Regions from separate parts of the Mus musculus genome. Here regions 1, 2 and 4 are each linked to region 3. A link is a contact called in public Hi-C data. All regions are on one chromosome and are shown on one strand. The core of a region is the stretch at or near the end of the contact, and the rest is flanking DNA. Distances in the headings are between cores, read along the strand shown. Region 1 overlaps Prex1 (phosphatidylinositol-3,4,5-trisphosphate-dependent Rac exchange factor 1). Region 2 has its middle 30 kb from the start of Gm29679. Region 3 overlaps Sulf2 (sulfatase 2). Region 4 has its middle 35 kb from the start of Gm30908.

The links. A called contact is a pair of places that touch in the nucleus more often than the background predicts.
Region 1: a contact with region 3 is called in a Hi-C map of bone marrow-derived macrophages, with 22 read pairs. The contact joins two enhancer-like sites. A contact is called at or near these places in 1 of 484 Hi-C or Micro-C datasets (bone marrow-derived macrophages) and 1 of 115 datasets of contacts at active chromatin or transcription factors (trophoblast stem cells).
Region 2: a contact with region 3 is called in a Hi-C map of uterus, with 2.5 times the contacts expected there. The contact joins two enhancer-like sites. A contact is called at or near these places in 4 of 484 Hi-C or Micro-C datasets (bone marrow-derived macrophages, embryonic fibroblasts, nephron progenitors and 1 more) and 8 of 115 datasets of contacts at active chromatin or transcription factors (T-cell acute lymphoblastic leukemia, acute myeloid leukemia, embryonic basal ganglia and 5 more).
Region 4: a Hi-C map of bone marrow-derived macrophages shows a contact between it and region 3, with 24 read pairs. The contact joins two enhancer-like sites. A contact is called at or near these places in 2 of 15 datasets of contacts at CTCF or cohesin (CD8 T cells and the NIH/3T3 cell line), 4 of 484 Hi-C or Micro-C datasets (the HL-1 cell line, bone marrow-derived macrophages, nephron progenitors and 1 more), 4 of 115 datasets of contacts at active chromatin or transcription factors (embryonic stem cells, large pre-B cells and stem cell-derived neural progenitor cells) and 1 of 9 other capture datasets (embryonic stem cells).

The regions. Positions count from the first base shown.
Region 1 is chr2:166,590,940-166,597,788 of GRCm38.p6, forward strand. Prex1 (phosphatidylinositol-3,4,5-trisphosphate-dependent Rac exchange factor 1) reads right to left here. Exons shown (of 40, transcript NM_177782.3): 15 at 5,347-5,419; 16 at 2,821-2,963; 17 at 1,857-1,949; 18 at 1,262-1,410. Among named protein-coding and RNA genes, the nearest start is that of Gm29679, 30 kb to the left of the region's middle. Within about 2 kb of position 1,277, at least 18 of the 459 cell types and tissues checked have an H3K27ac peak or open chromatin away from gene starts, as enhancers often do. A contact at or near this core is called in bone marrow-derived macrophages, where this site is marked.
Region 2 is chr2:166,530,772-166,538,485 of GRCm38.p6, forward strand. No RefSeq gene overlaps it. Among named protein-coding and RNA genes, the nearest start is that of Gm29679, 30 kb to the right of the region's middle. Within about 2 kb of position 5,105, at least 15 of the 459 cell types and tissues checked have an H3K27ac peak or open chromatin away from gene starts, as enhancers often do. A contact at or near this core is called in uterus, where this site is marked.
Region 3 is chr2:166,111,167-166,118,742 of GRCm38.p6, forward strand. It overlaps Sulf2 (sulfatase 2), which reads right to left. Exons shown (of 21, transcript NM_028072.5): 3 at 5,706-5,945. Among named protein-coding and RNA genes, the nearest start is that of Gm52534, 5.3 kb to the right of the region's middle. Within about 2 kb of position 4,940, at least 49 of the 459 cell types and tissues checked have an H3K27ac peak or open chromatin away from gene starts, as enhancers often do. A contact at or near this core is called in bone marrow-derived macrophages and uterus, where this site is marked.
Region 4 is chr2:166,503,038-166,510,764 of GRCm38.p6, forward strand. It overlaps the pseudogene Gm14267. Among named protein-coding and RNA genes, the nearest start is that of Gm30908, 35 kb to the left of the region's middle. Within about 2 kb of position 1,619, at least 5 of the 459 cell types and tissues checked have an H3K27ac peak or open chromatin away from gene starts, as enhancers often do. A contact at or near this core is called in bone marrow-derived macrophages, where this site is marked.

The sequences.
Region 1 (6,849 bases), core at 27-2,526, 480 kb after region 3:
CTGTCACCTTTTCCTTGAATCTCCTGTCCTTACAGAAACAGAGTCTAAACCAGCGGTTCTCAACCTTGCTAATGCTGGGGGGCCCTTTAATACAGTTCCTTATGAAGCCAGGCGTGATGGTGCACGCCTTTAATCCCAGCACTTGGGAGGCAGAGAGAGGCAGGTGGATTTCTGAGTTCGAGGCCAGCCTGGTCTACAAAGTGAGTTCCAGGACAGCCAGGGCTACACAGAGAAACACTGTCTCAAAAAAAAAAAAAAAAAAAAAAAAAAAATGCAGTTCCTTATGTTCTCGTGACCCCACCAACCATAAAATTATTTTCATAGCTACTTCCTAACTGTAATTTTCCTACTGTTAGGGATCCTAACGTGAATATCTGTGTTTTCAAATGGTCTTAGGCAACCTCTGTGAAAGGATCAGCCAACATTTGCCTCAAGTGCCTGGGAAGCAGGGAACCAAATAATTAACCAATATAAGTACATTTGTGCTGGAGAGATGGCTCAGTGGTTAAGAGCACTGACTGCCCTTCCAGCGGTCCTGCGTTCAATTCCCAGTAACCACACAGTAGTTCACAACCATCTGTAATGGGATCCAATGCCCTCTTCTGGCATGCAGGTATACATGCAGACAGAGTACATATACATAAATAAATAAATAATAAGTAAAATAAAAGTATGCCCACCGCACCTCTGTCCAGATGTGGCCCACCCTGACCCTGCAAGCCAGGCAGCCATAGAAGGCACCTGCTTCCACCTGCAGCCCCAGGGAAGCCTTCCTCTCCAGCGGTCATCCATGGGGACTTGCTCATGTCTCCTCTCTCCAACTCTGCTCTACCCCCTCACTGCCTCCTCCGACCTGCCACCAACAGTGCAACCTCGGGGGCTTTGCAGTGAGTGCTTCATCTTTCTAGAACCCTCGTCCTCCAGAAGTCGTCTCCTAGAGCCATCGCTCCATCCCCAGTGACATCTCTCTGGCCACTGTCTCTCTGCATACACTGGCTTCCTTCTCTAATCTCAGGTATCTGCTGATAACTGCCAACTCGGCACACGCCTCACACCTGCCCAGTGTATATCTGGCCCCGCCCCCTGACTTCGCAAGAATCCATGGAAGGTAGGAACTGTATCCACCTTGACGGGACGGTGTTCCCAAAACTGAGCTGGTCATGCACTTGGGACATCAAATTAGACTAACAAAGGTGGCAGCCCCATGCTGGAGGGCCAGGCCCAGGGAGACCTGCTGAGTCAGCCTGAGGCTCGCACTCACTCTTTGGCCTTGGTGGCCACCAGGAGGCGGAGCGGGCGGCGGGAGCAGAAGAACTGGTTGAGGATGGTCTCCACCTCAGAGAAGGGACGCAGGAACACCAGGTCCTCGTTGATGGAGTAAATCTTCCTCCCAGCCTGCAGGCCAGCCATCTGGAGGGACAAGCACAGGTGTCACTGGCCTCCTCCCTCTTCACCGAGGAAGCTGGAATGTTCTAGAAGCACCAGGAAGCTGGGCTCTGAGCTGTAAATGAAAGCCCAAGGAGGCAAGGGTGGGTGGCAGTTCCCTTGGGAAGAAATGGCCAGCGCCAGCCTGTGTTGTGACGGCACAGAGGTCAGTGTGGTGGCCACTTTGTAACCATGGGAATGTGAACAAGACTGTGGAAGGAGATGCCATAAACTGGGGTTTGGGAGACAGAAGAAACCCTGCAGGGAGCCAGCCATCTGCTTTCCCTGCACGTCTCCAAGAGCCCAGCAGGTGGCGCTAGTGGAACGTGCCAGGAAGGCAGTCTCATTCCCAGCTACCCTGCATCTCAGAGACACGGGGTCACCCCCAGCTCAGGTACCACCCCACCTGAGTGGCCACCGGTGGGTCTCACCTCAGCCAGCGAGCCCCTCTGCACAGACTTCACTACCACAGCCTTGTTCTTCTCCTCAAGGTCGAAGCCATAGTCGTCCTCCTGTGGCGGGATCTGAAAGCCCAAGATGCACTTATGGCAACCAGACGGGAGCGACGACAACACCCTTCTCCCCAAGAACTAGGATCCTGCGGGGGCGGGGGGTGTGTGTGGCAAGTCTACAAGGCCCCTGAGCTGCCCCACTTTTACTGCTGACTGAAGGAAACAGTCTACAGTGTGACTGGGAATGTACTCAGGCTAAAGTAAAAGAAGAGAGCGGGTGGGCAAAGAGCTCTAGGCAGCAGGTACAGGGGGTGGGAAGGCCCAGAGGCAGCCCCAGGGAGAGAGACTAGCCTGGCTCAGACAGTGAGGAAAGCGTTACCCAGGGGACAAAGCTGGAGAGGCAGGAAGAGCTCAGGACAGACGCTGACTCTTATCCAGGTGTGGTGGGTTACACTGGAGGGCTTTAGAGCACCAGAGGGAACTGCCGTCCCCAGGATTACCACAGACCAGAGAGGTTAGAGTGGCTATGGACAGACCTCTTCCGGACAACTCGCCACAAGCCCAGCCTAAGAAGTCAGGCTAGGTGGGCTGGGATGCCAACCTTGCTGACCTGGTTAGTAAATGTCCCAACTGCAGACACTCAAGGCTCCTGGATGCGAGCAGGACACAAACTCCTGAGAGCTATCTATAGTGCTGGAGGAGGTGACTCAGGAGGCACAGTGAAGCAATGGCTGTGGGCTAGATGAAAGGGTAGGAACTCCTGCAGCCCCAGCGTTTCATGAGGAATATAGTCCTGGCTAGCACAGTGACTTGGCTTTTCTGTCCCAAGACTCATGCTCAGAGCTGCATGCCCTGCTCTGGCCACTGTCTGAAGCTGCCCAGCTCCCAGGCCACAGGAGAGGCAGGGAAGAGAGGCAGAACAGCCCTACTGTGAGCCTCCTACCAGCAGTCGCTTTGCCAGGATGTTCTCCACCAGCTTGAAGTCATTGCGAAGCTGTTTGTTCTTGCTGCTGGTCCCCTCCATCTCCTCATCAGCATGGAAGCGGAAGTACTGGGACTCATCCTTGAATTCGCTCTTCTCCAGAACTGCAAGCCGCAGACACACAGTCGTGGTCAGATGGCAGCGGTTCGGCGCCTTGGCCAACCGGCAGCCACAGGCTAGAAGCAGCTCCCGGACAAGCGTGGCTTGGTCGAGAGAGCATTGTAAGGGAGCAGAATTGCAAGCCAGTGTTAACATGTGTGAACTCCACACAACGGCCTTGGCTCTCTGACTCCTTTAAAAACCTGACATGGCTTGGTGGGTTCAGTGCCTGCCATACAAGCAGTAAGGCCTGCGTTTGGATCCACAGTGCCGATATAAATGCCCTGTGAAGCACATGCCTCTAACCCCAGTGCTGGGGAGACAGAGACCAGCACATCTTCAGAGCTTGCTGGCCAGCAATTGACCCAGTTGGGAGGGCTCTGGGTTCAGATAGAGATCCTGTCTCAAAAACCACAGTGGAAAGTGGCTGAGGAAGGTACCCAGTGTCCCCCTCTGGCCTCCACATGAAGGGTGAGTCCAGCCACATGTTACACGCACACGCGCACACACAACAAGAAATCTTTAAAAACAAAAAAGAAGCTGGGCGTGGTGGCACACGCCTTTAATCCCAGCACTTGGGAGGCAGAGGCAGGTGGATTTCTGAGTTTGAGGCCAGCCTGGTCTACAGAGTGAGTTCCAGGACTGCCAGGGTTACACAAAGAAACCCTGTCTCTCCAAAAAAAAACAAAAAAACAAAAACAAAAAAACAGAAACAGAAACAGAAAAACCAAGAAAGAAAAAGCAAAGGAAGGAAGGAAAGAGAGAAGGTCCATCAAAGCAAAGAGTTAGCCTGTGAGGGCCTGCGTGCAAGAAGAGAGCCAGTCCAGATTCCTCCAGACCCCACTATGCTCATGGGGGGCCATTCTTCCTCCTGCAGGGGAACTACCTGTGTGTGAGTGGGCAACCCCTCTCCCGCTCTGGAACAAACAGGCACGCAAATTGCTACTTCCCTCAGAGCAGGGCGTGCCAGGCTCCGAGCATCCCGCTAATTTAGCCTCTGCTGTAAACATGGGGTTAGGAGGCTCCAGAGCTGGAGGAAGAGTCACCGTGCTGTCTCTGAGCAATGATGTCCAAGGAGACACAGAGGGACACTCTCCAGTCACTGGCCAGCCAGGTGAGGCCCCACCTCCCCCTTCCAGCCAAGGCTGCTAGCTCAGCTTTGAGAGGTGCACACAGACTGAAGTTCAAACCCCTCCAGCTGATACTTTAACCCTTTGCACTCTGGTTTTCCCTTCTAGAAGAAGACAAAAAGATGGTTCCAGGGCTGCAGTGGCAAGCTTCCTCTGTTTCCCTGTCTGCTAAGTCCCTCCCAGAAGACACTCGGGACCCAGACGTGGCAGAAGGTGCTGTCCCCTCCTCCACTCTGTGCTGACACTGCCCTTTGCCACAGCCACTCCCCAATGTTTGGTCCTTTCCTATTTTAGCAGATATTTGAGTTTGTGGTGGTGATGGGGGGATGTACAGCCTGCAATTTCCCCCATCAAGGGCCCTGAGGGCATCAGGCTGCCCAAGTACCCCTCCTTGTGTAGTCTCCCCAGATAGCTGCCTTCCGGGAACAAGGCTGAGTGGACCACAATTACCCTCACCCACAAATGAGAGGCTCCTGCAGAGGACGGGTGGCAGGGCCAGGGCTACTGGAGGGTGCAGGCGGCTTCTGAGAAGGAGACAGGCCCATGGGTGGCCAAGCCTGGTCCCTTCAGCTAAGGAAATGAGCAGTAGAGGGGACCAGGCAGCAAGATCTCTGGAGAAAACAGAGAAATTGAAGCCACAGGGGAGCTAAAGCCTACAGGGAGCAGAGAGCTCAGCCATGGACACAGACAGGCAAATTGCCTTCAGAATGCTATGGCCCCCGGCCAGTTTTCCTAAATAAAGTTTTATTGGCACCTAGCCACACCCATTTTGTTCCAGTGTTGTGGCAGCTGCTTGGCCCTTTGCAGAGCAAGTTCACTAAATCTAAGTTAGAACAAAGCTCACACTTCTGCAGTCTGTACCTGTATCCAAGCCTCAGCATTTGGACCACAGTACCAGCTTATCAGCATACACAAGATGGGTTGTGTCTGTCTGATATACAAGGAGGATCCACACATGCACATATGCCAGATCCCGAGCCCCAAGCCCCCCGCTGCGTTTACCACTCTGTACTACAATATGGCACCATGGTGGGTGCACAGTGGCCACCCACAGGGAGGAGTCAGAGACTCAAAGGGAGAACTCAGTTTCTCTGAGAGAGGAACCAAGAAAGGTAATGGGAGTGGGGCATAGGAGGACACCAGGCCACCTGGGAGCAGGGGAGACCAAAGCATTCACCTTCAATGCTGAGACACCGGGTATGCAAAGCTGGCTCTTGGCTCTCAGGGCCCTAAGCAAAGCTGGAGGCCCCGCACTTACCATGGTGCATAAAACCGTTGTTGCACAGGCCCACACCAAGCGCCACGGCCTCCTCCCGTGTCTGGCAGTCCCCCTGAAATGGAACAGAAGAGGCTGCTCTGAGGGGAGCCAGCACTGAATCGTTTAAGATGGGCTACTATCGGGAAACACAAGTTGCATGAGGGCAGAGATTTGTCATACTAAGGACCAAGGTCCCCAGAAATGTTAGGAACCATTCCTGATAAACTCCTAGCAACAGCCCTTTCTTGATCCCTGAAACTCCCCCCATTTCACGACCACCCTGGCAGTTAAGGTGGACAATGAGACGCAACAAAACCCTCTAGGAATAAGGGTGTTGTGGCAAACCTCCTGTGCTCACAGGCTGTCCTCTTCTTCCTGACTCCCTGCCTGGAACTAAGATGTGATGCCTGGTGCTTCTGCAATCACAATGTGACCTCAGGGTAAAACACTGTAATGGTGGCAGAATAGAAAAACAGAGAGGGGGATCCTCAAAGACCTCATGAGGCGGCCCTGGTTGTTCTGGGCCACCAACCATGTGCTGCTCTCACGAGAGACACAAAGCCCAAAATTCTCTGGCTCTGTACGTCTGTAGACCATGTCCCCTGATGTTAGAAATGAAATCTACAGTGCTTGAGAAGCCTGCAGGGCCTTTTGCAAACCTCAAGAAGGGGATACCACTGTCCCTTCCACCAGAGACGAAGCCACGTGAGGAGGTGACAGTGAGGCTGATGATGGCCTGACAGGCCACCAACTAACTGTCCCGAAGCCCACCCTGGTTCCACAGGTCTGGACATGTGGCCTCTGGTCCAGTCATCTTTCACTTAGGTCTTTCTGTCTTGATGACATGCCAGCAGAACTAGGAACCGGGCTGATCACGAGGGATGGGGCCCAGAGCTGACTTCTGATGTCTGCTCTCTTAGTGGCCTGGCTGCAGGGCTCCTGCCTCCTCCCCTGCCAGAGCAGCCTGTTTGTGTTGCTTGCAACCCAAGTCACCTGCAGCTCAGACAAGCTTTACCTTTGAAATCCCCACCCCCCGACCCAGCCCACTTGGAAGACAGGTGTATGCCACCACAACCATCCTGGAACCCCAAAATCTCCCTGCTAGTCAGATAGAAAGAGGCTAGGACCTCAGAGTGGAAGCCGGGCTGGCAGACTCAGTCCCAGCTGCTGACTGAATCGAGGGCTGTGATCAGGGGCACCTCACAACAGTTCGGGCCAGACTCCTGGGCTTCCAGATGCACAGGCAGCCAGCCCTGCACACAACTGTGACAGTCCAGAAGGGAAAAGGCTGCCAGACACCTAGCCAGCCAGACCTGGCCCCCTTTCTGGAGGGTGGAGGAGGGTACTCCTAGCCAAACAGACATGATTGCTTTTCCAGTGGCTGTGAGGACCAGGTGTAGGGACTCTTAGCAGGGGCTGTGGGGTGGGCTGAGGACTTCAGAGAGGGGCTAAGGGGTCCTCAGTGCTGAAAGCATTACTGGGTAAGGGTCACAAGGAAAACAA
Region 2 (7,714 bases), core at 3,855-6,354, 420 kb after region 3:
TTTCCCGTGACCGTCAGCTCGGCCATGGGCTGCAGCCAATCAGGGAGTGATGCGTCCTAGGCGAAATATAACGCTCCTAAAAAAGGGGACGGGTTTCCGCCATTCTCTCTCGCTGGCATCTCTCTGGCTCTGCGCGCCCTGCGCTCGCTCGCTGCCTAAAGATGTAAACAATAGAGCACGCTCTACGCTTTGGCGCGCCGGAGCTCTGGCTCCTAAAGATATTATAGAAGGGGTTTTCGCTTTTGGGGTTGGGGTTTTTGCACTCCTGCTCCTGAAGATGTAAGCAATAAAGTTTTGCCGCAGAAGATTTTGGTTTGTTGCGTCTTTCCTGGCCGGTCGCGTGAGAACGCGATTAAGAATTGGTGCCGAAACCCGGGAAGAGAAATTCCGGGACGAGAAAAAATCCGGGAAGAAAAAACCCGGGAGGAAACTCGGGACGGGAGTTTCACCGGCGCAGGGAAGATCCCTCATTCCAGAACCAGAACTGCGGGTCGCGGTAATAAAGGTTCCCGTAAAGCAGACTGTTAAGAAGGATTCAACTGCATGAATTCAGAACTTTTCAGCTGGGGAACGGCGGTAACCCGTAAGTATAGCTTTACGAGGTAAGCCTGGCCTTGAACTTTCTAAGGAAATTCAAGACAGTCTATCAGAAGTAAAGTGAAAAATAGCTTTATAAGGTATGTTTGGCCTTGAACTTTCTCTAGTGTTAGAAGCCCTTTTGTTCCTTTTCACATGTTATCAAGTGGTTAAGGCAGGGCGGATTCTGGATGAAGTTCAGGACAATCTATCAGAAGTAAAGCGGGGAGAGAGAGTAGGAGCAAAGAGAAAATATGGTACACAAAATAAGCATACAGGCCTTTCCACGGGTCTTGAACCTGAGGAAAAGTTTAGGTCAGGTAAGAATACCTGGGGAGAGATTAGAAAAAAGGAGAAGGAAAAAGAAAAGAAAAAAGATCAATCAGCGGAGGCTTCTAGGAGAAGGAGCCTCTACTCATCACTAGGTGAGCTCAAGGAGCCAGTTCTTAGTAGTTCTGAATCAGATAAAAAGGCTATTAGGGCCTGAAAGGCGCTCTCCCGAGCAGGTGAAGCCACTGGACAATAATGACAGAGGCAGGCTCTTGCAGCCTACAAGGTCTTATTGTCCACCCTGGAGTTGTAGATCAGGATTGTAAAGGGGAACTTCAGGTTCTCTGTTCTTGTCCTCAAGTTGTCTTTTCTATATCACAAGGGGACAGAATAGCTCAACTAATAATTTTGCCAAGCCTACATGGCTGTTTTTTCTTCCTCTGGTATTCCTAGAGCTGCAAGAGGGATTGGTTCTACTAGAAATGATTCTGATTACTTAATAATGCCTTTAGATTGTTGTCAAATTTTATCTACTCACGTAGGGGTAAACCCTCGTGGCGTCAGGCCATTACAGGTCTGACAAATGGATGTCACGCATATTTCCTCCTTTGAGAGAAATCAATATTTACATGTTTAGAAGAAACCCACTTAAAAATGGAATTGTGGTATATACTGATGGATCAAAAACTGGCATAGGTGCCTATGTGGCTAATGGTAAAGTGGTATCCAAACAATATAATGAAAATTCACCTCAAGTGGTAGAATGTTTAGTGGTCTTAGAAGTTTTAAAAACCTTTTTAGAACCCCTTAATATTGTGTCAGATTCCTGTTATGTGGTTAATGCAGTAAATCTTTTAGAAGTGGCTAGAGTGATTAAGCCTTCCAGTAGAGTTGCCAATATTTTTCAGCAAATACAATTAGTTTTGTTATCTAGAAGATTTCCTGTTTATATTACTCATGTTAGAGCCCATTCAGGCCTACCTGGCCCCATGGCTCTGGAAAATGATTTGGCAGATAAGGCCACTAAAGTGGTGGCTGCTGCCCTATCATCCCCGGTAGAGGCTGCAAGAAATTTTCATAACAATTTTCATGTGACGGCTGAAACATTACGCAGTCGTTTCTCCTTGACAAGAAAAGAAGCCCGTGACATTGTTACTCAATGTCAAAGCTGCTGTGAGTTCTTGCCAGTTCCTCATGTGAGAATTAACCCACGCGGTATTCGACCTCTACAGGTCTGGCAAATGGATGTTACACATGTTTCTTCCTTTGGAAAACTTCAATATCTCCATGTGTCCATTGACACATGTTCTGGCATCATGTTTGCTTCTCCGTTAACCGGAGAAAAAGCCTCACATGTGATTCAACATTGTCTTGAGGCATGGAGTGCTTGGGGAAAACCCAGACTCCTTAAGACTGATAATGGACCAGCTTATACGTCTCAAAAATTTCAGCAGTTCTGCCGTCAGATGGACGTGACCCACCTGACTGGACTTCCATACAACCCTCAAGGACAGGGTATTGTTGAGCGTGCGCATCGCACCCTCAAAACCTATCTTATAAAACAGAAGAGGGGAATTGAAGAGATTTTACCCCGAGCACCAAGAGTGTCTGTGTCTTTGGCACTCTTTACACTCAATTTTTTAAATATTGATGCTCATGGCCATACTGCGGCTGAACGTCATTGTACAGAGCCAGATAGGCCCAATGAGATGGTTAAATGGAAAAATGTCCTTGATAATAAATGGTATGGCCCAGATCCTATTTTGATAAGATCCAGGGGAGCTATCTGTGTTTTCCCACAGAATGAAGACAACCCATTTTGGATACCAGAAAGACTCACCCGAAAAATCCAGACTGACCAAAGGAATACTGATGTCCCTCGTCTTGGTGATGTCCAGGGCATCAATAATAAAGAGAGAGCAGCGTTGGGGGATAATGTCGATATTTCCACTCCCAATGACGGTGATGTATAATGCTCAAGTATTCCCTTGCTTTTTTACCACTAACTAGGAACTGGGTTTAGCCTTGATTCAGACAGCCTTGGCTCTGTCTGGACAGGTCCAGACGACTAACACCATTAACACTTTGTCAGCCTCAGTGACTACAGTCATAGATGAACAGGCCTCAGCTAATGTCAAGATACAGAGAGGTCTCATGCTGGTTAATCAACTCATAGATCTTGTCCAGATACAACTAGATGTATTATGGCAAATAGCTCAGCTGGGGTGTAAACAAAAGTTTCCGGGATTGTGTGTTATTTCCATTCAGTATGTTAAATTTACTAGGGCAGCTAATTTGTCAAAAAGTCTTTTTCAGTATATGTTACAGAATTGGACGGCTGAATTTGAACAGATCCTTCGGGAATTGAGACTTCAGGTCAACTCCACGCGCTTGGACCTGTCCCTGACCAAAAGATTACCCAATTGGATCTCCTCAGCATTTTCTTTCTTTAAAGAATGGGTGGGATTAATATTATTTGGAGATACACTTTGCTGTGGATTAGTGTTGCTTCTTTGGTTGGTCTGTAAGCTTAAGGCCTAAACTAGGAGAGACAAGGTGGTTATTGCCCAGGCGCTTGCAGCTCTAGAACATGGTGCTCCCCCTGATATATGGTTATCTATGCTTAGGCAATAGGTCGCTGGCCACTCAGCTCTTACATCTCACGAGGCTAGTCTCATTGCACGGGATAGAGTGAGTGTGCTTCAGCAGCCCGAGAGAGTTGCACGGCTAAGCACTGCAGTAGAAAGGCTCTGCGGCATATATGAGCCTATTCTAGGGAGACATGTCATCTTTCAAGAAGGTTGAGTGTCCAAGTGTCCTTCTCTCCAGGCAAAACGACACGGGAGCAGGTCAGGGTTGCTCTGGGTAAAAGCCTGTGAGCCTAAGAGCTAATCCTGTACATGGCTCCTTTACCTACACACTGGGGATTTGACCTCTATCTCCACTCTCATTAATATGGGTGGCCTATTTGCTCTTATTAAAAGGAAAGGGGGAGATGTTGGGAGCCGCCCCCACATTCGCCGTCACAAGATGGCGCTGACATCCTGTGTTCTAAGTGGTAAACAAATAATCTGCGCATGTGCCAAGGGTATTTTATGACTACTTGTACTCTACCTTTCCCGTGACCGTCAGCTCGGCCATGGGCTGCAGCCAATCAGGGAGTGATGCGTCCTAGGCGAAATATAACGCTCCTAAAAAAGGGGACGGGTTTCCGCCATTCTCTCTCGCTGGCATCTCTCTGGCTCTGCGCGCCCTGCGCTCGCTCGCTGCCTAAAGATGTAAACAATAGAGCACGCTCTGCGCTTTGGCGCGCCGGAGCTCTGGCTCCTAAAGATATTATAGAAGGGGTTTTCGCTTTTGGGGTTGGGGTTTTTGCACTCCTGCTCCTGAAGATGTAAGCAATAAAGTTTTGCCGCAGAAGATTTTGGTTTGTTGCGTCTTTCCTGGCCGGTCGCGTGAGAACGCGATTAAGATGTACCCACTCAGTGCCACATGCCTGTCTGTGCCACCATGTGCTGGGCCTCATCTCTCATGTGTACAAGTGAGAAGGCTGGGCTAAGATCCTCCATTCTGAGGTGGCAGTGGCCCCTCACCGTCTCGGCTCAGGATGCTAAACGCCTCAGCCCTGGGGTTGACCAGTAGGCCTGTCTGTTGCTTCCGCTCCTCCCATGCTTATCCTTTATTCCCAAGCACGCTTTTCTGGGCACGGCACTCTGGTGTAAATCATTCTGTACAATTATTTGTAATTAAGGGAGAAAATGTGTTTGGGGGCCTCAAGATTAGCTATGTTTTGTTGAAATAAATCCGTACCAGTACACTGGCCCAGGAGGCAACACAAAACACAATTAACTTTCTTCTAACTTAACAGGGGTTTATGTAGCTGTTTTCATAATCTTAATATCTCAAGACATATAAACAATTTTTTCCCCTAATGTAATTGTGTCCCACCAACAAGACAGCTTGGGTTTAAACGAAGGCTCCGGCAGCATTGGCTGCAAGGCTGTGCTGTACAGAGGATCCTGGAATCCTGCTGTCTCGCCTGTGGATAACCACCCCCACACAGGCGCCTCCCACCACACCCCCCCCACTACACGCCCAAGGGTGGCTGCAGCAACTGAAGCTAGCCGTGAGAGATACCTGCGCCCCAACTTGGCAACCCTGGGCTTCAAGCGTCCTGACTCCTCACAGACCGCCCTCATTATTTTCCTTGCCTTTAATGCGTCTCCTTCCCACAGCAATTTGATAGAAACACATTCAAAGCTTGACTTTTACAGCCTCATAAAATCGCATCTGCCTCAAGCTCAGCCAGAAAGTGGTCAGGCCAAAACCACTCAGATGAGAAAACTCGGAGAAAAGCTATCAGCGAGCCTCTCTCGGTGCACAGCTACTGAGAAGAGTACGGAAGAAAGAGAGCAGCTTGTGTGTGTCAAAAGAAAGGTTCCTGTGAGCAAACATGCACCGTGGGGGGGTAGGAGGGGCTTGGGACAGCCTGAGGAGCGCGAGAGGCTCATTGTCCAGCCACAGACAGTCACAGTGCGAAAAGCATGTCACAGAGCATGCAGGACCTGAGAAGAGAAAGGCTGTCTAGATGGTGTCATCAGAAGCAGCAGGGGCTGGAGATGAAATGGTCCTAGAGACTGCTGAGCATCAACACCGCCACCAGACCCAAGGAAAGTGACTTCCTAAGCTGAGCACAGCTGAGCTCTGAGGACTCTCATGTCTCCATCAGACACTGAGACTCCAAATGGGGCCACCAGTCCCCAGGTGCCTGGTGCTCTGGTTTCATTTCTGTTCCTGTGATTAAAACACTCTCTCTCTCTCTCTCTCTCTCTCTCTCTCTCTCTCTCTCTCTGTCTCTCTCCCTAATAAAGAGCAAATTAAGGGAGAGAGAGGCTTATTTCAACTTAAAATTCCAGGCTACAGGCCACCATTGTGGGAAAGCCAAGTAAAGAACTTCCAACTGGTCACATCACAGTCCCAATCGAGAGGAGAGAGAATGAATGCGTACATGCTAGCTTGCTTGAGCTCAGCTCGAATTCTCCATTCATCTGCAGTTCAGGACCCATGCCTAGGGAATGGCACCACCCACTGTAGGCTCGGTCTTCACACATTAATTAGCTTAATTAAAATATTCTTCCATAGGCCAACCCAATATAGACAATACCCCCCGCTGAGACTTTCTCCAGGGTATTCAAGTTGTATTGACAAGCTGACAATTAGAGTTAACCATCTTATCTGAGAGCATGATGCCCAAGGGGCTTGCTGGGATTATGGGAAAACATAGCCAAAAGGCATTCTGCAGACTCCCAGGTCCCTCAAGGGTGATATGCAGGCCTTCATACATACACACATGCACACTCACACACACGTGCACACACTCGCGCACACATACAATCACACAAGTGCACTGGTGCTCTCAGGCTAGATCTGCCCCTCCTCCCCAGGGAACCATTGGAACAAATGTTGCTGTCACCACATTTGGCCTTCCAACAGCAGGAAGCAAGAGGAAGCCACATGACCAAGTGACAGCAGCCCAACCCTTCTTCCCTTGTGAACACAACTGGCTGTAGCCCCATGAGATGGAGTGTGTTTTGTTCATGGGGACAGAAGAATGGTCTAGAATCTTGTTTGCAGGGTTCAGTTTGGGGAAGCAGGGCTTCATACAGTTAAGGCCTGAAGGAGTATACCATATGGTAACAGATTCATTTTCAAATCCTTTTTTCTCCTTAAACATACATAAACCAAAGCTTCCTGGAATTAGAAAAGAAAAAATGAATTTCAGATCAACAAAAAAAAAAAAAAATGTAAATATGTACCAAATATTGCTTGGGACAGAGTTATACTAGAATAAATCAATTTGTTATTTATCTGAAATTCAAATTTAACTGAGGATCTTGAATTTAAATTTATCTATCAACTCTATACACACATGCACATGCAAACACAGACATGTGCACATACATGCACATACATACACATTCCTGCCCACTAGCACATACACACATGCACACATGCACAGACACGCACAGACAGACACATACACTTGCACACACACACCCATACACACACACTTATACACACACACTTGTGCCTACACACATTTTTCTCTGGATGAAATCTTATCTAGGAGAAAGAAAAGGGCAGAAAAAGCCCCCAACCTTTTGGCCCCGGGGCCCCTCCATCGACTCTGGAGGTGAAATTAGAAACCATCACTGGTGTCGTGGAGTGAGGGTCTCTATCCCTTTGTGTGAGACACAGTCATGGTTGCTCTAGCCTAGCCCTACACCTGTTCCAAATCCACCACGCAGCCCGTGACCTTGGACACCTCTCTTTTGCTGTTGGTTGGTTCTCTCCCACAGTTCAGCACATGTTTGAGTCTGGGGTTTGGCTTTCTGTCTGTCAGGATAGCCACCCTCCCCTCCCCGCCTTTCCATCTGTCCTCCACGTTTTCTCCATGGTGTGCCCTCGATGGTGTGCTCCCATGGGCTGCTCTAGAGCTCAGTCTCCTGGGTGACAGGGCACAGGCGACATGGGCTTTCCACAGACAACACCTGTTATTCTCCCCTGAAATCATTCACCTTGCAGACTGGTGAAGGTGATCTTTCAGGAGTCCAGCTCCCTCCCCCTGGAGCTGTGGGGATAAATAAACTAAATCAAAGCCTTTCGGTGACAGTAGAAAGACGGGGAACACAGAGAGAGCTCCTGGCAATCTGGCAGCACCAAGGAGGAGAGAGCCAATCACCAGAGCTGTCCTGGCATGGAATTTAGTGCTGTGAGGGATGGACAAGGTTGGGGGGGGCATGCTGGATATCTGCAAGTGAGGAGTCCTCCTACCCTCCCCTGGCCAGCCTTGTATTTCCTCCCTGGT
Region 3 (7,576 bases), core at 3,690-6,189:
GGCCAAGCTGTGTGAACCCAACCAAGGACCTACTGTGGGCCAAGCTGTGTGAACCCAACCAAGCACCTACTGTGGGCCAGGCTGTGTGAACCCAACCAAGCACCTACTGTGGGCCAGGCTGTGTGAACCCAACCAAGCACCTACTGTGGGCCAGGCTGTGTGAACCTATTCAAGCATCTACTGTGGGCCAGGCTGTCTTGGGCCTGGGAGACGCAGGAGGGACTTGGCAGTTTAGAAGCCAGACAGTCAAGAAGCCATGTGGGAGAAAGGGCCAGAACAAGGGTTAGAGGAAGCAAGAATCAGGGCAGGGAGCACAGGCCGGGGAAGGCAGGGAGCACAGACAGGCCAGGGAAGGCTAACAACCCAAGGGACTGCAGAATAAACAGACAGATCCTGCTGGGTGGTGTCAGGCTTTGAAGGAAAAGAAAATGAGTAAGAAGATGGGGTACTGGGGTGTTCACAGAGGGTCCACTGAGGAGGGGACACAGGAACACAGATCTGAGGAAATACGTGCAAGCATTGCATGAGTTTTGAAGATTATGCAGAGCTGTGGTTCTCAACCTTCCTAATGCAGTGACCCTTTTTTATGGTGGTGACCCCCCAACCATAAAAATATTGTCACTACTACCCCATAGATGTGATTTTATTGCTGTTATAAATCATAATGTTACTGTGTTTTATGATGGTCTTAGGTGTCCCCTCCCAGAGGGGTCACGACCCACAGGTTGAGAATCGCTGCTTTAGAGGAAGGGAGGAGCCAAGGCCCGGAGGCGTGTGCCAGGCCCACTGTTGGAGCAACAGGAAGGAATCCCTGTGGGTGGAGTGGCTAGCAGGGACAGCTAACAGGGACAGAGGAGGCCAAGAGAAGCTGGACAAGTGGGACAGCTCCTGGGGACCCTGTGTCAGCTTTGAGGGCGGGTCTCCATCCCTAGTGGGTGGGGCATATGCTGAAGAGCAGCAGGGGTTCTGATGGGATGGCAATGTTTGCTGTGGGGGTGGGGGATGGGGAAGGGCGGACCTTGAGGATTAGGGTGGGAACAGAGCGGCTGGTTGGCGGAGGGGGGTGCTGTGGGGGAGCGGGCCGACAGGAAGACAATGGAGGGACTCAGCGGATACTTCAGGAAGAATGATGGGGTCTGTTGATGGACTGCTTGTGATAGGAAGGGAAACATGTCAAACACGGTTTCACGGGCTTGGCCTGAGTGAATGGAAAGTTGGAAGTGCCATGGGGGAGCCTGTGCACAGCCCTAGGAAGGGGGTGACAAAATGAAGAGGTCATACTGGACATGGTAGGTTTGACACATGGGGACCCTAAGAGAGATGTCGGTGGGCAGCTGGACATGGTCTAAAGGGGCTCATGGCAGGACAGGAGGTAGGAGAGAGGGGTGGTCACTGGGGGAAGGTAATACGGGAGGCATCCTCATGACGCAAAACAAGTCATATGCACACACACATGCACACAATGCCTTCCTTCAGTAGCAGCGACTGTCAGGGTGCCCAGTGCCAGGCCTGGCCATGTGAGGGCCTCTGCAGGTATCAGGACACCAAGGCTACCGTGTGGTGGCCACAGGCAGTGAATGACCAGAATCTAAGTCATCAGCCAGTGTCCTTTCCCAGCTATGTGAGAGGAACGGAAAGAAAGTGGGGTGCATGGTACAGTCTAAAAACAGCACCCCCAGGGGAGTCCTGGCAGAGCCTGAACTTCTAACGAAAGGCCTGTTCTCAGCTCCCCAGGAACATTCCAGAACATGTAGGCGGCGTGCAGAAGGGGCACTACCATCTCTACGGAAGCCTGGCAGGCACGTAACCACGTGGGGTTGGACTCTGGTGGTGGAGAGAGAAGGCCTTAGCTGGCATCTAATTGGTAGAAAGTGCTGGAAAAGGCTCTTTACCCCCCCAGGGAGGAGTGTTTGGAAATCAGACTGGCACTCCAACTCCCCCACAGCCCACTGTGTCTTGTCAGGGAATCGGGCGCTGGGAACACGCATGCGCTCTCTCTGTCAGCGCAGCTAGGGCTGCTGGTGGCTCACCTGGGTTGAGGGGGCAGGGAGACACACCAGTCTCGGATTGGACGGGAGCCATATCCAGAAACTTCCACTAACCAATGGGTATTTATTCGACTGAAACCCAGCACCTCTGGCTTTTGCTCTTGTGTGTCCCTCGCAGACACGGGCTGTGCAGTCGCAGTGTGAGATGACTGAATAGTCATCTTTTAAGAGAGGCGGGATGCAAGGTAACTGAAGTGGCATCAGAAGACACGGGCCCGGGACAGAGAGTAAGTCGGTGTCTGGGCTCAGTGAAGCATGTCTGTCACACAGGATTGCAAGGTAACACACACAACCCAGTGGAGACTTGACTGTCAACAGGGCCAGAGGGAGTCTTTGGAAAGACACCTCCTGCACCCCCTGCCATCCTCAGATCCCTGTAAAAGGAGGACGCCAATGGGAAGGGACATCATGTTACACCAATCTGATGATTGTGGCACAAATTACACTCTTCTCAACAGGGACTGCACAGTTTATGCACTTCAAACGTCAACCCATTGCAGTTAGAGCCAAAGCTTTGTTACATCTAGGGCTGGGGCTGCAGCTGCAGCTGGGACACAGTTGCTAAAGTGCCCTGGGGCATGCAGAAAGCCCTGGGTTCCAGCAGCAGATAAACCAGGCATGGGGACTCACCCCTGTCACCTCAGCATTTGGGAGGTGGAGGCAGATGGATCAAAAGATCCAGACCAGCCCTAGACACTCAACGACTTGGGGGAAGACTACGCAGGCTCTGTCTCAGAAAGTAAGTTATTTTCAAAATGTGTTTTGTATTTTCTTCTCCCATGAATATGAATTAATCACGTAACATATATGAGTGCTCTGCTCACATGTGTGAATGTGTACCATCCGTGTGCATGGGGCTTGAGGAGGTCAGAAGAAGGTGTTAGATGCCCCAGAACTGGAGTTACAGGTGGTTGTCAGCCGACACGTGGGTGCAGGGAACTGAACCTCAGTCCCTAGAAGAAAAGCCAGTGCTCTCACCTGCTGTGCAATCTCTCCCATCCCGATTTTTGTTCCATTTTTGTTTTTGAATCCCTTAGTGTTGGGAAATGCAGGGATGCAGTATCAGGCCAGGTAGCTTTCTTTTCTTTTCTCTCCTACCCCATCTCCCTCCACCCCTCCCTTTCTTCCTCCCTTTCTGGCTATCCTCAAACTAAATATATAGCAGAGGTTGACCTTGAACTCCTGACCCTCTGGACTCCATCCTGGGAACTGGGATTACAGGCTTGTACTACTAAGCCCAGCTGTAGCTTCATTTTTTTAAACCGGCTCTGTTAACATCCCCCTGCACTGTGAATTTTGGCATCTGTCCTTTAAGCTCAGCTGACCTTCTGGATTCAAGGGCGTCACAAACACGAACAGTTAAGAGCTGTGGCTGTGACTGAGGGTCTCCCCCTTCAGGATCTGTTTTCAGTGGTACAAAGACCTACCCAGCGTAAAGACTACATATCCCAGGCTCTTTTGCAGCCACGAGTGCTCACACTCACATATCTTGTTTCTCACCGATGGGAAGTAAGGAGAAACGAGAACCTGATCTGTAGACCTGCTCTTGGATCAAGGCCACCAAGACAGCAATGAATTTAGATGAGAGCCATAAGCAGCAGGTACCCCCATTCCCTCTGCCAGACTTAAACTCAGCTCAGTTACCTTCCTTAGATGCTCAAATGGATATAGGGTTTGACCGACAACCAGGCTGGAGTACTGATTTGTCCCTGGGGCTTGTACCGTAAAAAATGAACATACGCCATACAAGTATCATCACTGAGCTACATCCTCAGTCCACGTTGGATGTTTCATTTTGAGATGCAGTGTCACTGCTTAGCCCCAGTAACCCTGAATTATGACCTTCCTGCATCAGCCTCCCCAGCAGCTGGATGGCGCACCTGGTTTGGTGACTGTCTACTTTGATGGTCATTCCTTTCTTTCTGTTTCCCATGTGACTCTGATATGGGCTTTCGCTCCATCATAAATCCCATAGTGTTTTTGGGATTAGTAATTTCCCCTTTTGTTTGACGGACTGTCCCCATGTCTCTGCGTTCCCGTGGCCTCTGTTTTCTGTTTTGATTATGCCACACAAACTTTCCATTTCATGTTTCTCCCAGGAGTCTTTGTGGGAGGAGTGGTCTTTCTGCTTTCCAGGTGACAGGCCTGATGAACACTTTGGGGGCCTCACTATTCATCTGTTTTCTTTTTTTTTTTTTTTTTAAACAATTTCTTTTTTTTTTTTGAAGGATTTATTATTTTATGTATGTGCATACACTGTCGCTGTCTTCAGACACACCAGAAGAGGGCATCAGATCCTATTACAGGTGGTTGTGAGCCACCATGTGGTTGCTGGGAATTGAACTCAGGACCTCTGGAAGAGCAGACGGTGCTCTTAACCACTGAGCCATCTCTCCAGCCCCTATTCATCTGTTTTCATATAAACATTCCAGCCAGAGCTGTTCAGGGTGCTTGAGCCATACCGGCCCATAGATACATCTTTGGCCCACAGTATTCAGTTTTTAAAGATGGAGTTTCTAGCCCTGAATGGCAGCTGCACCCTCCAATAGGAGCCGCCGCCTTGCTATGTCCCTGCCTATCCCCACCCCAACAGCGTTCCAGGCTTCCCAACCATCTGAAGCACTGGCCTACGAGACCTCTAACACGCGCTTTCTGTGGGGACCCCAAGCCATCGGGGTCTGCACCTCCACTCCCATGATGACCTGCCCATGTAGGGGAGCTGGTTTTTATAGCTGAACCTGTTCTGGGGATGATCCTGTGGTGGGAGGAGCATGTAGGGAGTACACAGTCCCACCCACTCCCACTGGGCATCTGAAAGCCTGCCCAGCCCTGATGGATGATGGCTGCAGATCAGCTACAGGAGGTGCCCGGCCCTTCCTCACTCCCACTCAAAACAATGTAGCGTCACGGGCTTGCGACATCTGAGCCTGAGCCATATCATCTGGTTTCACAACAGCCCCAGGCTGCTCGCCAAGGTGGGGAATTCTTGTTTTTTTTCTTTCAAACTCAAGCAAGTTCAATGAGTTGAGTCTGGAGGATTTGGCAAGGGCGAGGTGGCTGGGCTGGGATTACAGCTTGACCTTAGGTGCCAGCCTAGCGGGCGGCCTTTCGAACTCGCCACAGTGTCTCCCTCAAGTAGGCAACAAGGACATCCTGACACAAATAACAGCACAGTCAAAGGTCTCTCTCACCATGGCAACCCCTTCGTCATCTTGGTTACTCCCACAATAAACTGGTGAGTCCCCCATGTCTGTCCGTTCTCTAATTCCAACCTCAACATTCTGGAACCTTCTCTCATGCAGATGGTCTCAGTCAATAAATCAGTTTTAAACACAGAAACCTCAAACTCATGCATGCAAGGAATATCTCGTGACCTCCCTGTCAGAGAATTCACAATCTCCCTGGACTCTCCATTTTTTTAAAACTCTAGTTTCTTTGAAAAGGTGGTTTTCTGAACCTTCTTCAGACACATCTACTATGTGTGCATAGAAATAAACTGGAAACCTCACTGGGAAGTGAAACCTTTTCTGGGCATAACCCAGAGTTATCTTGGGGACCAGTGCAGTGTGGACGTCGCACCCAGGGAAGCTGAGGGCACAAGAGGCCACCTGTCTGTCCCTTGAGCAGGCCCCAACAGTGCCCTACTCTGGTCCTCACCTGTCCGGTAGCCTGTGCTGTTGAGATACACGGCGAAGGTGCGGCTCTCGTGCTGGGCCTGCCAGGAGGGCGAGGAACAATTCTCATTGTTGGTGTAGGTGTTGTGGTTGTGGACGTACTTGCCGGTGAGAATGGAGGAGCGAGACGGACAGCACATTGGTGTAGTCACGAAGGCATTGATGAAGTGCGCCCCGCCCTGCTCCATGATACGCCTTGTCTTGTTCATCACTTGCATGGAGCCTGCAAGCAGAGGGTACTGGTGAGTCATGTGGCCTGCTTGGGGGGGGGCGGGGGAGCTCTTTAAGGGGCTTCCAATCCTGAGCCTGGAACTGTGGGCAAGCTTAGGAAATCCAAGGGTTTACATGGGCCATACTCCTCACCCACAACCCAACCAGGAAGGCCCTGGTCTCAGTGCCACTAGACAGTGGCGTTGGGTACAAACCTGCTTTGAAGTACCTTGAGTCTGACTCAAACCCTATTTTGTACATAAACAGGGTGTCTTTTCTTCAGAGTGCTAATATACACAGATTTTTTTAAAGCAGTCACAAATGCAGATAGAATTAGGTTTCGTTTTGTTTAGAAGTTTCCCAAGAATTATCCACTGAACTGAAGTCTAGTCTAGCCAAGCCCCAGCCAGTCTCTCTACACTTGTAGCCTCATCTAGGGTGCCTCCTGTATGCATTTGAAGTCTATATCTCGCTACCCTTAAAGCTAACCTATCTGCCTAAGAGCTCCTGGACTTCCAGCTCTTGTGCCTCTTTAGCTCCTAGACCCTTTATATCCTGGGCTCTCCATCTCCTGGACTCCCCAGATCCTTAGGAAATCCATGGGCTTGCATGGGCCAGACCCTGCTCCCAAGCCAACCCAACCAGAAAGGCCCTGGTCTCAGTCCCCCTAGACAGTTGTACTGGGTACAAACCTACTTTGAAGTACCTTGAGTCTAGATTCAAACCATGTTTTGTACATAAACAGAGCTCCTGGACATAAAAAACAGAGCTGTATATAAACAGCTTCAGGACCCTCCATATGCTGGACCTTCAGCTCCTGGGCTTCTGATCCCCCTAAATGACTGTGATAGGCCCTTTACCCACACCAAGCATTGAGGGTTCATCCTTGACTGCCACTATATCCAGCCAAGTCAGGCTGGCCTCGAACTCCTGAGTGCTGGGATTAAAGGCGTGAGCCGCCACGCTCGGTGCATGGTAAGGTTTTAAGCTCTGACTTTTAGCTTGAACATATTGGGTTCTCTGAGGTTTGCTGAGCACCATACCACAGCATAGTCTGCAGTGGATGTCAGCGTTACCTCCTAGATCACATGTATCCAACAGGCCCTGCCTGGAAGTCTCTGTGTTACAGCCCGCTAATTGGTCTGAGCTTTGGGACCACTGGGTTGTCCCTGGGGTGGAGAGCAATGCTCACAATTGTTCTAATTACTAACACGTGGGTCAATTGCTCTATATACACGACATGCAAAGTTATTTTTCCAAGTGTCCTTTTCTGAATGGGAAGCGCGGCTGGGGCACTTGGTGATGGATGGGGCCACACAGTGGGGAAGGTGGCAGATGAAGAGCTCAGACCCAGGCTTATCCACAGCAGAAGCAGGGCAGTGACTGTCACCTTCACCAAGGCCTGGTGATGGTGTCCTGGGGAAGCTGAGCATCCCTGTGCCTTTGAATGACTCTTGGGCCCCTTGGGGACAGACGTATTCTCTTTTTTTGTTTTTTTTTTTGTTTTTTGAGACAGAGTTTCTCTGTATAGCCCTGGGTGTCCTGGAACTCACTGTGTAGACCAGGCTGGCCTCGAACTCAGAAATCTGCCTGCCTCTGCCTCCCAAGTGCTGGGATTAAAGGCGTGCGCCACCACGCCCAGCT
Region 4 (7,727 bases), core at 369-2,868, 390 kb after region 3:
TAATGGGGGACTCCTTTCATTAACAGGTTTTCTCCTTCTCTGACTTTGTCCCTCCCACTCGCCTCTCCTTGAGGAATATCATGTAGCCTCAATTAGTTTATAGGACCCATTTCCATTCTCCTGACAAAACCTGTTCAGGCCACACCTGAGAGTTCTGAAATACTTCCCCATGCTCACGAGGCAGTCTAAACACCCTCAGACCCCAGCCAATCACCCTTGCCCATCCTGGGTGTTCCTACCCTCAGTCCCCCAACTTGATAAGCCTTCAGTCACCCTAAGTCATGCTGACCTGCCTCCTGACAAGCTGTCCCGGTGTGGTCATTCGCCGTAAGTACATACAGGGTTTCCAAAGCATCCCGACACTCCATGAGAACAGGGAACCCTACAGACACATTTGTGAGAAAGTCAGCAGTGCTGATATTTCACTAGAAATCGTACCACAGGCTGAAGGCAGCCAGGCCTTACTGCCAAGGACCCTGCGTTCTATAGAGAAAACAGGCTTAATTTACCTGTTTTTAAATATTAAATTTGTAGCTCAATGACTTAACCTCTTAAAACATCATTTTTATTTAATGGGTATGGGTGATTTGCCTGCCTATATGTCTGTGCACCTCCAGAGAGCCTGCTACCTGAGGGAGCCCGAAGAGGATGTTGGATCACCTGGAAATGGGGTTACAGACAGTTGTGAGTAGTTATGTAAGTGCTGGAGACCAAAACCCGGTTCTTGGAAGAGCAGCCTTTGCTTTTAACCTCTGAGCTGTGATGGCTTGCCTCTTTATCCCAGAGAGAGAACACATGTTTTGTGTAACACGCATGACCAGCCACATTTCATCTAAAGCTCACACGCTCATTAAACCTTCCCTCCGATTCGGTGCTTGGCTGCTAACACTCCAATTGTCTGAAACTGGCCACTGAGGAAAAGACTCAACAAGAGTGGAGAGTGAAGAGAGGGGTGCCCTCCACTCTCCTGCTACAAATACAGCTTGTGCTGCAAATCCATTCCTCACTGTGAACAACAGAGGAAATAAAAACTTCTAAGCACAGTGTAAGCGGCTCTGCTGAGAGGCCAGTATACAATACTGATCCTGTAAAAGTGTGAACATGAGTCTGAAATAGGAACCGTTTGTTGTTATAATTTGTGGACTCGAAGCAGCCACACATGCCAATACACCTCAATCTAGCTGCCTTCTACGCCCCCTTTCTCACCCCGCCCCCCCCCCCCAGGGAACAGGACAGGACAAGGACGGTGGAGTCTAAAACTCTCAGAGATCATGCCTGGCCTCTGGATTGCAAGCAGCCTCCAGCCCTGAGGGGTCCTGCCATATCAGCTGCTGCAGCTGCTGCTAGAAGTGAGCCTCGCCGACCATCACCACCACCAGCAGCAGCAGCATCTGCCTATGACATGGGGTCACCACCTGCATCTCTGCCATCAAAGCAACAGGGAGACTAGAGGGCCCATTAGACTGAAGATCAGATACTATCTAGGATCTGGGGTAGGGGTCTAGGAAAATAAGTCATGTTAGTTCAAGGAATGCAGAAGAATCCAGAGCCTGCCACTTGGCCCAGTTTGGTCACCCCAGCACTGGGACTCTTGTGTGACCTCTGGTGCCTCCCCTCTGTATGGACACCAGCCTGACATCTCCTTGCAAGGCAAAAAGCCAGGCTGATGTAATTCCTCCTGCTAATTCATACAGATCAGCTACTTGCTCCCCCCCACCCTGTGTGTGTATCTGTGTGTCTGTGTGTGTCTGTGTGTGTGTTAGTATGCATGCTTATATGCTTATGAGTGTAAGTGTGTAAATGTTGTGTGCATGGCTGTGTGTGTCTGTGTGTGTACACTGTTATGTGCACGTATGTGACTGTGTTAGTGTCAGTGTATGTGTGAGAATATGTGAATGTGTCTGTGTGTATATTTGCATGTGTGCTCACCATATCCCCCTCTCCCCCCCAGACACACACAGCATGAATTAACATGAGAGATCAGGTTAGCTCAGGGCTTTTAAGCTGACAAGCAGGTATCAGACTAGTTGTCATGGAAAAGTGTGGGACCACTCGGGACACCCATATAGGAACTAGGAGGCTCTGTAAGGAGGCCCAAGAGTAACAGGCATTTCAATGGTAGCTGATATGCCTGCCCCTGAGTGTGAGAGAGAGAGAGAGAGAGAGAGAGAGAGAGAGAGAGAGAGAGAGAGAAGAGAGAGGATTCTTTTAGGGGTGGGAAAGTTCTCCCACAGTGGAAGGGCCCAAGGGACCAGACCAATATGGAGGTGGATGGCAGGTTAGGGGGTGAAGGCACATCGGGAGGGCAATGGGGAGACAAGAGAGAATGCTACCCTCTTCCTGTAGCTGCAGGAGGCTGAGCAAGGCATGAGGCTGCATGAGGCAGGGCTGGGGCCAGGGCCTGAATTACACACCCGTCACTGGCGTTTATGAAGAATGTCGCCCAGCCTCCATCAGGCCTTTTAAAATAGCCGCATCCTGCCTACAGCATGGCCTCATCAAAATGCATCTGAAACCAGTTACTTTAAGGGAAACTTGATGATCTCGTTCTGCAGATGAAAAAAAAAATCAATGTTACTCGCCATAAATAGAAGCCTCTAAAACAAAGAAACCACAGAAGTCACTTCAGCAGCATGAGCCGCTGACCACCCAGGCTGAAGCCATGCCCGCTAAGCCTTGTGAAGGGCAGGAAACCTAAGATGGGGGAAGTCAAGCCAGCCTGAAACAGTCTCTCTGCCCAGAGTTCAAGAGACAGAGACTTGTGAGGATCCATGCGGCTTCCTCCTGGCTCAGGAGCACCTCAAATCATCTCACACGGAGCACCTCAAATCATCTCACACGGAGCATCTCAAATCAATTCACATGGAGCACCTCAAATCATCTCACATGGAGCACCTCAAATCATCTCACATGGAGCACCTCACATCATCTCACATGGAGCACCTCACATCATCTCACATGGAGCACCTCACATCATCTCACACTGCTTAGAAGCGCCCCAGCTGCTCTCTCTTCAGTGCTCTCCAGAACACATTTTCCCTTTGCTGTTCAAGGCGCAGAGGTCTCAGCACTGGGCAGCGTATGCTTCGTGTTCTTTGTTGCTTCAGAAGCAGGAGAGGCGGCGTACATGAGTGTTTTCTCCACACCTGCTCAACAAATGGCTGTGCAGTAGAAGAAGAGAGGCAGGACCATCTGTCAGGACCTCAGCACACAGGAGGCTGAGGCAGGAGCATCAAAAGTTCTAAGACCAGGCTGGGTACAGACATGGTACATTTAAGTCCAGCCTGGGCTATACACTGAGTTCCAATCTAACCTGGGTTGTGATACCTTGTCTCTAATAATAATAACAATAACAACAACAATAATAATAACAAAAATTATGAATGAAAGCACAGCATGCCTGGCCTCATGTCCTCTCCCAATTATCTGCCCTCCTTATAATGTCTGTTATGAGTGTTGCTGCCTGAGGTCACTGTAGAGAGAGGCAAGAGAGGGAGGAAGCTAAGGGACCAGTCACATCTAACCTGTGGGCCGTGGTAAATAAAGGAAGAAACAGATAACATGAGACTCAAAGGACCAGACCTGCTACCAGTCAAGAGTTCTCAGGGATGCCTCTTCCTTGATGCTGGAGTATAACTTTAATTTTTTCAAATACTACTTTTAGTGATGGTTCTTAAATGCTTTAACCTCCCTTGTAGCCCACCACCCACCAGGGATAGTGGAAAAGAAAGGATACAGGGGAAGTGGACCTGTTTAGAAAGGTTCTTTGGAGCAACTCTCATCTCTGTTGTCTGGAAATTGGCAGTTCAGTTCACAAGTTAGCAGTGGCAGCTCCATCCACTAGCAAACACTTCACAGATTCCCCCCGCAGTCCAGTTCAGCAGAGTCAGGTTAGCAACAGCAGTGACATGACCTAGCAGAGATGGAGAGCATGACTTGAGCACTCCTCAGCCCAGGCTCAAGTCACCAGGAGTTCTCAGCTCGGCTGTGTCTCTCTCAAAGAAGTGAAGATCAGCGAAGAAGTGAGACCCACAAGCATTGCATAGCTAGCTGTACCAGCAAGCCAAGTTTTCTCTCCTCATCACCCTGTCAAGTCCTATTTACACCCTCCAAACATCACGTGTCCTCCACGTGCCTTGTCTCAGCACAGATCTTACACATGCGTCCAATCAGCCCGAGTCAATGGAGTCCCGACAAATGCAACTCCATGTAAGGCCGACCAATACATATGTGATGCTAGCATAGAATCCTTCATCACATGTCCTTTCACACGCTTGTTTTAGCAGAGCATCCTCTCTCCTGTGTCTGCTTCAGCTAAATGTTCCTTCACGAGTCTGCCTTAGTCTTTCACCTGTGTCCACTTCAAGAAAACACTCCTTCACATATCTGCCCCAGCAAAACACCACACAACACAACTGACTCACCAAAGAACCATTAAGTTTCCACTTCACTGGAGTCTCAGAACATCACCCACTTCTGTTTAGGACTTCATAAGACAGACATCAGAGGCCCAGCCTTTGGTCTGCTAAGGAGAACTTTAGAATTATTTAGATCCACTTGGTCGGTGCGGTCCAAATTGCTTTGTTCATCTTTCAAGACTCAGACCAGCTCTTCACTCATGCACATATCCATCCATTCCTCCATACATACATGCACACACACATACATGCATGTATCCAACCTTCCACCCACTTACCCACCATCCATTCATCCATCCATCCATCATTGGCTCATTCATCCATGCATCCATCTATCTATCCATCCATTCAGTTACTCATCCTCCTGGGCTCCTTAGTAGGTGGGGCAGGTGCCTGTCAAGAGGATAGACGCTTTATTCTTACTGCACGTACACTACATCACCACAGAGGGCATCCATGTTCACGGCCGAGCCTTCCCTCTACATCCCCATCGACCTTTAGAAAGACACTTCACGAGCCATTTGCTTGGATCTCTTTCTGCACTCCCAGTGTGATGCAATGCCCTGCATGGGTTACACGTTTGAACAGCTGACCTCCAACGGTTAATGGTTCCAATTAAAAGGCTGTGGAACCTTTAAAAGGTGGAGCCTTGATGGAGACAATGGACCAATAGGAATCAAGTCTTAAGCTCATAGCCCAGCCCTCCTCTTGCTTCACTCTGCTTCCTGAGTATGAACGCAGTATCACCCTTCAGCCTCTGTCATGGTGGACCATCCTCAGGGACCATAAACTGGAACAGACTCTTTGTCCTTTCACCTGCTTTTGACACAGTATTTGTGACCCTGATAGGAAAAGAAACTAAGATGGAACCCAACCTCTGTGAGAGTCACACCCGAGTCACCTCTTCCCAGAGGAATTGAGAAGGATATTAAAGCTGAGGGGAGAGAGGGAGTGATCTGGGGAGACAAGGAGGGGGGCAGGTGCTAGGCCGTGGCACAGCTCTGGGACCACAGCCTGTAGTTACCCTGCTGGGAAGCTATCTCTCCCTCCTTTACTAATGAAATTCCCATAGGAGACTTGTCATGACTTGAATATAAACCATTCCCCACTGTGTTTGAATCCTTGATCCCCAGTTGGTGGCGGTGTTCTGTGACTCTATGGAAACTTTAGGAGTTTGGGGCACAGCTGGAGGCTGCTTGAGGTGGATCTTAAGGGTTCTGATCCTGTGGTGATTTGAATGAGAATGCCCCCCCCCCCCCCGCCCCCGTTGGAAAGCTTCCTTCCCAGTTAGTGGAAATGTTTGGGAAGGATTAGAAACAAGCATTTTTTTAGCCTTGCTGGAGACACTGCATCCTGGCTGGATTTCAAAAGCCACTCCATGCCCAGTCTGTTCCAGTCTGTTTTTCTCTGCCTGCAACTTGCAGATTGCATGAGCTCTCAGCTACTGCTCCAATGCCAAGCCTGCCTGCTACCAAACTTCCCTTTGTGATGATCCCAGTCTCACCCTCTGACACTGTAAGCAAGTCCCCAATTAAATGTTTTCCTTTTAAATTTTCCTTGGCCATGATATCTCCCTCTCCTCCCTCTCCTCCCTCTCCCTCTCTCTCAGGAGAAAGGTTCCCTCAGCATGCAGTCCCTCTAGAGACAGACAGACTACCTTGACAGCTCCTGTGCCTGCAAAAATGCCTACCCTCAGCAAGCAGGAAGTGAGAAGGAAGTGGGTGGGACTAAAAAGCCTCAAGGCTCCACCCTTCAGCGAGGCTCCGCCTTTTAAAGGTTCCACAGCCTTCTCAAACAGGGCCACTAGCTGGAGACCTTCACACTCCAGCTACAGTTAGTCCAGGCTCACACACACTCTCTCTCTGCCCTGCTCGGTAAGGGATGAGTGCAGCCTTGACCGTCATACCGTGTCCCTCTGCAGTCATACCGTGTCCCTCTGCAGTGATGGACTGCCCCTCTTAAACCGTGAGCCAGAATACAGCTTTCCTCGCCCAGACAAGAAAAACAATTCTACAGGACTCAGAGGACTGATTTCCTTTGAAGGCTCTGCCAGGGAAGCCTAGTGACAACCCCGTTCCTCGGAGCTGCCGGGAGCTCTCACTCTGAAGCGGCCGCAAAACTGGGTCGCGCGTTCTCACCTGACATTTTCCGAGCGCTCGCTCGGTAAACATCCCCTCGGCTCTGTCCTCTGGGGAACATGGGCTCAGGCACCACATGTTGTTTCTATCCTTCCTTAATATTTCCCGAGTAAATGTTGCTCCAAAGCTCCTCACCTCTGGGTCATACCCAGCTCTGTGACAGACTGAATTCATTTCCAGCTGCTGGCATTTCCTGTAGGAAACGGCCATTGACAGACTGAAACTGTCCTCCAACCCCCCATCCCCGCCCAACTCACACATCTTTCTTGCTCTGATGTTGGTTTATGCTTATTTTAGGAGTCTGGATAGGAGAAGAAATAAGACTAAGTCGGTATTTAGGCATAAAGAGCAGTTTTCATTTGCGGTGTGTGTGTGTGTGTGTGTGTGTGTGTGTGTGTGTGTGTGTGTGTGCAGTGTGTGGTGTTTGTGAGTGTGTGTGGTGTGTGTGATGTGGTGTGTGTGTATGTGGTATGTGTGTGTGCATATGTGTGGTGTGTGTATATGTGTGTTTGAGTGTGTATGGTGTGGTGTGTGTGAGTGGTGTGTATGAGTGTGTGTGCATATGTGTGATGTGTGTGTGTGTGGTGAGTGTGTGGTGGTGGGGGTGGGGGTCCACAGGATAAGTCCTGCATCTTCCTCAGCCACTTTAGTTTTTGAGACAGTATCTCTCACTAAGCTTCAGGTTCACTCATAGGCTGGATTGGCAGTTACTGAGCTTCGGGGATCTGCCTGTCTCTGCCACCATCACCCTCAACCAAATGGTGTGGTTTCTGATATGGGCCACTGTGGCCAGCTTTGCCACAGGTTCTGACAATCCAAACTCAGGTCTTCCTGCTTCAAAGCGTCTCCTCAACTTCAACATTGTCGTCTGAGAGAAGGAGAAAGGTTGATTCCTGGCAAAGTTGCGTAGGAAAGGTGGACCAGTGACAGATTCTGAAAGGGGACAATGGTCTGGCTGTGTCTCCTACTAGGACACAGCTGTCCTCTTATATCTGGATTCAGCTATTGCACTGAGTTCCTGAACATGATCTCAGAGGAGCGGTCCTGCTCCCGCCGCCCCCCCCAGGCCTGGCTGCCGCCCTGTGACTAGGAAGCCTGGGGCTTCTGCTCCTGACCTCTGCCTCTGCTGCCTTTCCCTGCCTTAGGACTGATACTGTCACTGGCCACAATC